Linked DNA regions of Mus musculus: region 1 is linked to region 2. A link is a contact called in public promoter capture Hi-C data. All regions are on one chromosome and are shown on one strand. Each heading gives the region's core, a stretch centred on a gene start, on an enhancer-like site or on the middle of the called end of the contact. The rest is flanking DNA. Distances are from core to core; before and after follow the strand shown. Region 1 overlaps Scarb1 (scavenger receptor class B, member 1). Region 2 overlaps Ncor2 (nuclear receptor co-repressor 2).

Region 1 (2,700 bases), core at 127-2,626, 170 kb after region 2:
TGGGAAGTAGACAGGCTGGCTGTCTCCAGTCCCGTGAAGCTTTTACCAAATCGGGAAGACAAGGGCTTTATGCACCGGGTGGGGGGGTGGGGGTGGGGGGGGGTGGAGCGGGGGCAGAGCCAGTGCTGTGTGATGTACTGAGGAGCAGGGAGAGGGAAGAGGATGATTCTTGAGTCACCAGCAGTGAGGGACAGAAGACAGTAAGCAGGACCGGGGGCGGGGCTTAGTGATTGCCTAGTGTGCAGGCAGCCCTGGGTCCAGTCATGCAGGGCTGTCATCCTAGCACTTGGGACACTGAAGGAGTTAGATGGTAACTTTGAGGTCAGCCTGGGATACACAGTGAATGAGACACTCTGTCTCAAAACAGAACTACTGATTTTCTCCAAGGCTAGGAGGAAGAGGTGGACCATTCCCTGACCTGGGACCTCTGCTAATGCCACAGAGCTAAGAGTCACCACCCCCAGCTCATCAGAGATAGCAGTGTCCAAAAGCCAAACAGCTTTGACTTTGAACTCGACCTGCCAGGACAAAGACAACCACCCCACTGTCCCCAAACAGCCAGAAACAACAGGCAGAGGCTCCAGGGGAGGTGGCAAGCCAGAACTGGCAGGTCAAGCCCAGCCCCACGTCAGAGTAGACTCCGAGGCAGGCGGACACTGGGCCACACTCTCTCAGGCCTAGCTTGGCTCTCTGGGCCTGGGGTTTGTCCTTGAGTACTGCAAGGCCGGAGTCATGAAAGCCATGGCTGGGTCTGGCCTGTCCTCCTCGGGACCCACTGAAAGAAAAATCCCCTGCTGAGTCCACCTAAGAGATGTCCTGCCGCACCTTCCGTTGGTCACCCACAGCCTGAACATCTGGCAAAAACAGAGAGGCATTTCAAGACCCTGGCACCCTTAGGCAGCTGTGACTCCTGCAAACTACCCTGCAGCTTATCAGCCTGGTAAGATCTGCCCACGGACGCATTAGTGGCACGGATATTATGGGTTTAGCCAATACTCTCTGACTGGATTTAAGGCCTTCTCCATAGGACGAAAAACATGCCCGATACTATAAATCTGGCTGAGAATCAAATGGCTGAGACAGGCTCTGGGGGTGCTGTTCCCCCATGACCCCAGAACTACTATTTTGCTTACTGCCACACAGTGTAAAACTGCCCCTACAATATGTATATGGGCCACAGCAATTGGATTGAGTGGGTAAATAAGGGGGAAAAAGAAAAGACAAGAAGAAAGTACTGGCTGTGGTGGCACGTGACTTTACTTCCAACGCTTGGGAGGCAGAGGCACAAGGATCTATGTGAGTTTAAGACCAGCCAGCACTATCTAGTGAGATCCTGTCTCGAAGGGGTGAACAAAACCAAAACCAAAACCAAAATGGATATAAAATCAGGAGTGGCCTGTAGGGGGATCTGGGAGGAGTAGCAAGCGTGTATCATTGAAATACGTTGTATGAATGTTGTGGTTCTCAAAGACTGAATAAACGATTTTACATTTAAAAGAAGAGAAGACATAGATGCAGCTCAGTGGAAAAGAGCTTACCCAGCCCGTGCAAGGCCCTGGGTTCAATCCCTACCACCACAACCAAATCAACACATGGTGGAAAACTAAAAAAAAAAAAAAATTAAGAGCTGGCTCTCGGGGTGCACGCTGTTGGAGCACACGCCAGTCACTTTAGCGCTCAGGCAGCTAAGGCAGAGGGTTGACTGGCTTTCTGAGGCCAGCCTTGCTGCATGGCAATCACCCGCTTCACAACAGCAAGAGGACAAAACAAAGACAAAACAGGCTTTGCCAGGAAAAGGTCCCAGGAGGGTGTTCCAGCAAAGGCTGGCCTGCCGAGCAAGCGTGCGGGGCTCCGTGTCCACCCATGACAGGAGTGTTTATAAACCGAGACTCTAGGAAACATCTGTGGAGCTGCTGGGAGATTACCAACCTGCCTCTGCCAACACGAGACAAGTCCCACGGGTGCTCATGGCTCCACTCGTGTGTGTGTGACCTGGTGGATTAAATTAGATCCATCCCCAGCCCTGAACAAAGTGGGCACAGTGCCCACCTCTGCCACCCCAGCCCTCCAGAAGCACAGGCAGGAGGAGCAGGAGTCCCAGGCCATCCTCAGCTACATAGTGAATTCAGGGCTAGCCTGGGCTACGTAAGACCATCTCAAAAAGAAAAAGGGAGGGGAAGGGGAAGGACTCAGTATACTACTGGGGGAGAGAATACAGAAGGAAATATGCACAGGGCGTTGTGAGTCCTACTGTGAGAAATTCCAGAATAAACAAGGCTGGCGTGTCTCAATAAAGGTTTTTATATTCTTTTAATCTCTGCAGTTACTTATTTGTGTATATGGGTATGTGTGTGGGTTTGCTTACGCCAGGGTGCATGTGTGGAGGTCAGAGGACAGTTCTCCCTCCTTCCACCATATGGGCCCCAGGGATCGAACTCAGGCCATTAGGCTTGGCAGCAAGTGCCTTCACCCACTGAGCCATCTTGCTGCGCCCTCCATTGAATACCGAAACTGAAATGCACCCATCATTTTTAAAAGGTCAGCTGTAAAGTCAAGTAGACTATACTTCCCCAGAACACTGCAATAGGAAGCTGAAGCTAAATAAGTGAGGGCATGGGTGAGGTACACAGCCCGGGCAGCCAGCGGGTACTTGTGTGCACTTCTAACATAGATCATATCTGTGCAGTGCCCTATGGCTCT
Region 2 (2,700 bases), core at 67-2,566:
TCTGTGCATTCAAGACCAGCAAGGTCTACATGGCAAGTTCCAGGACCACCCAGCCCCTGGTGAAGGTGGGCAAGAAAACATCCTACAGGCCTCTCTGCTTTTATTCTCCATCTGTGTGCCTGCCACAGCTCCATGTGACACGGTGGAGGAAGAGACTCTTTCTACAGGGCAATACCGTTTCCATCTCAGGGCCTAAGTGGTTGCCATGGTGACAGACCAACGTGAACAGCTCCTGCCATCTTGGTAGCCAGCCCTGTGTCTGACTCTCATCAGGCTCTGCTGGCGTCCTACCCAGTCATCTGACAGCCTGGCCTGAGATCCCATCTGAAACACTGTACAGGTGCAGAGAGAGGTGCAGAGAGGCTGAGTAAAGTGTCCAAGGTCACACAGCAGGCAGGTGGAGAGCCCAAGTGAGCCTACCCCAGGTACTGCGTTCCAGGCCAAGTCTTCCCTAAATTGCTATAAAAACCACAAGGTAGGTCCTTCAAAACACAGAAATGGATTCTGCCTCAGCTACGGAGGCCTGGTAGGCTGTTCTCAGGGTTCCAGGGCAGATTGAAAGCCTCTTCCACCCTCAGCAAGTCCAGGGGTCCTTACTATGGCTATGTTGGCCCATTCTGGCCTCCTTCCTGAGACTCTCTCCTGATTATCATGGCACTGTAGAAGGATGGTGACCACCCAGGAAATGCACGGTGATTCTATCTGCAGTCACCCTGCAAGACCTAATTTCTAAATGCTGTCACAGGATCTGGGGTAGCCAGACTTGAGCAGACCCCTGTGTGCTCTAAATTAAACCCGATCTGAGTCTAAGGCTCCCTCAAGCCCACGGCTAGACCCTATGGAGTCTCCATGTAGCCAGAGAGGCCAAGCATGAAGCCACACGCAGGGACACCTAGGGGCATGGTCCTGGCCCAAGAGGCCCCTCTGATTGGCAGGAAGCCAGGGTCTCACGCCCAAGGCTCTTGGGAGAGGCCAGCTCCGTGACTCATCCACTCACAGGCGAAGAAGCTGGAGGTGGCTCGGGAGAGGAGAGAAAAAGGCAAAGCCAAGGACCCAGCTGGGACCTGTGTGTTGCTCTGTAAATGGGATCTCTCTCTCTCTCTCTCTCTCTCTCTCTCACACACACACACACACACACACACACACACACACATACTCACACACTCACTCACACATGAGAGAACATTGACCCTGACCTTGAAGGGTTCAGGGTAGCCCAGTCATAGTAAGGAACAGGTCAGTGGTTCCTAGTCTGCAGGCCTCCACCCCGGCCACCGGCCTGGGACCTGACTGAAAGGGGCATGACATCATAGGCAGAGGCACTCTGCTGGGAGCTGGGAGGAGGCTGGACCAGGGGACAAAGGACGCATTGTCAAAGCAGGACTGGAGGCAGGGGGCGGGTCTTCTGGCTCCAAGTGGCAGGAGAAGCCACCCCCGGTCTTCCAGAACAGGGCGGGCAGCCTGGGAAGTGTCTGCGCCAAGGAGAAAGCTGTGCCTGGGAAGTGGGCCTCCCAGAGCTGCTCAGGGCTACCCTGAGCCAAGGAGAAGAACATGGCCTTCCGGGGAGGAAGCGGGATAATCCCCTAAGCACCAGCACCCTGAAGGCGGAATGACACAAAAACTATCCCCTTCACACTATCTTCTAGGTCTTTCTGTGTCTTTCGGGGAGCTACTTACAGAACAGGATGATTCTAGGGTCAAGTGAGGCCAGTGAATGTTCATAGCCTCTGCCCCAGGCAAAAGTGGCCATTACACCCACACCTAAATAAAGACCCCTCCTTTCCAACCCCATCTCCATGACTTCTCCCAGGAGCTGGGCACCCAGTAAACACAAAGGATGCCCCGGTTTCCCACAGTGAGTGCCACAGGTCATCAGTCTGGCCAGTCTGAGGAAGCAGGGTCCTGCCTCTACATACAAGACATACACACACACACACACACACACACACACACACACACACACCACATACATTCATTCATGCATCACACACACACACACACACCCTACACATAAATACCCAAACTCATACCTCACACACATACATACACACACACACACACTGCACACATATACCACACACAAACACATGTATATACATACACCACATATATACTCTACACATATATCACATACATACACATCTATCCATATACACACACACACTGCACACATATACCACACACAAACACATGTATATACATACACCACATATATACTCTACATATATATCACACACATACACATCTATCCATACACACACACACACACTGCACACATATACCACACACAAACATATGTATATACATACACCACATATATACTCTACACATATATCACACACATACACATCTATCCATACACACACACACACTGCACACATATACCACACACAAACACATGTATATAAATACACCACATATATACTCTACACATATATCACACACATACACATCTATCCATACACACACACACACACACACTGCACACATATACCACACACAAACACATGTATATACATACACCACATATATACTCTACACATATATCACACACATATACATCTATCCATACACACACACACACACACACACACCACTCTAAGCCAACCCCCTCAGTCTAGGAACAAGCCTGGGGTACTGCCTCTAGACACCAAGTGACAATACCCAAGAGGCTGTGTGCAGATGCTGCAGGCACAGCTG

The links. Capture Hi-C pulls out chosen DNA fragments and counts their contacts.
Region 1: a promoter capture Hi-C map of adipose tissue shows a contact between it and region 2. The contact joins two enhancer-like sites. A contact is called at or near these places in 3 of 115 datasets of contacts at active chromatin or transcription factors (bone marrow-derived macrophages, embryonic stem cells and pancreatic cancer cells) and 3 of 9 other capture datasets (adipose tissue, liver and pancreatic islet).

Annotation. Positions count from the first base shown.
Region 1 is chr5:125,305,210-125,307,909 of GRCm38.p6, forward strand. The region is part of intron 1 of Scarb1 (scavenger receptor class B, member 1); the gene reads right to left. Gm32701 (a long non-coding RNA gene) reads left to right here. Exons shown (of 5, transcript XR_001784962.2): 2 at 388-940. Among named protein-coding and RNA genes, the nearest start is that of Gm32701, 3.3 kb to the left of the region's middle. Within about 2 kb of position 1,377, at least 22 of the 459 cell types and tissues checked have an H3K27ac peak or open chromatin away from gene starts, as enhancers often do. A contact at or near this core is called in adipose tissue and liver, where this site is marked.
Region 2 is chr5:125,133,630-125,136,329 of GRCm38.p6, forward strand. The region is part of intron 1 of Ncor2 (nuclear receptor co-repressor 2); the gene reads right to left. Among named protein-coding and RNA genes, the nearest start is that of Ncor2, 44 kb to the right of the region's middle. Within about 2 kb of position 1,317, at least 222 of the 459 cell types and tissues checked have an H3K27ac peak or open chromatin away from gene starts, as enhancers often do. A contact at or near this core is called in adipose tissue and liver, where this site is marked.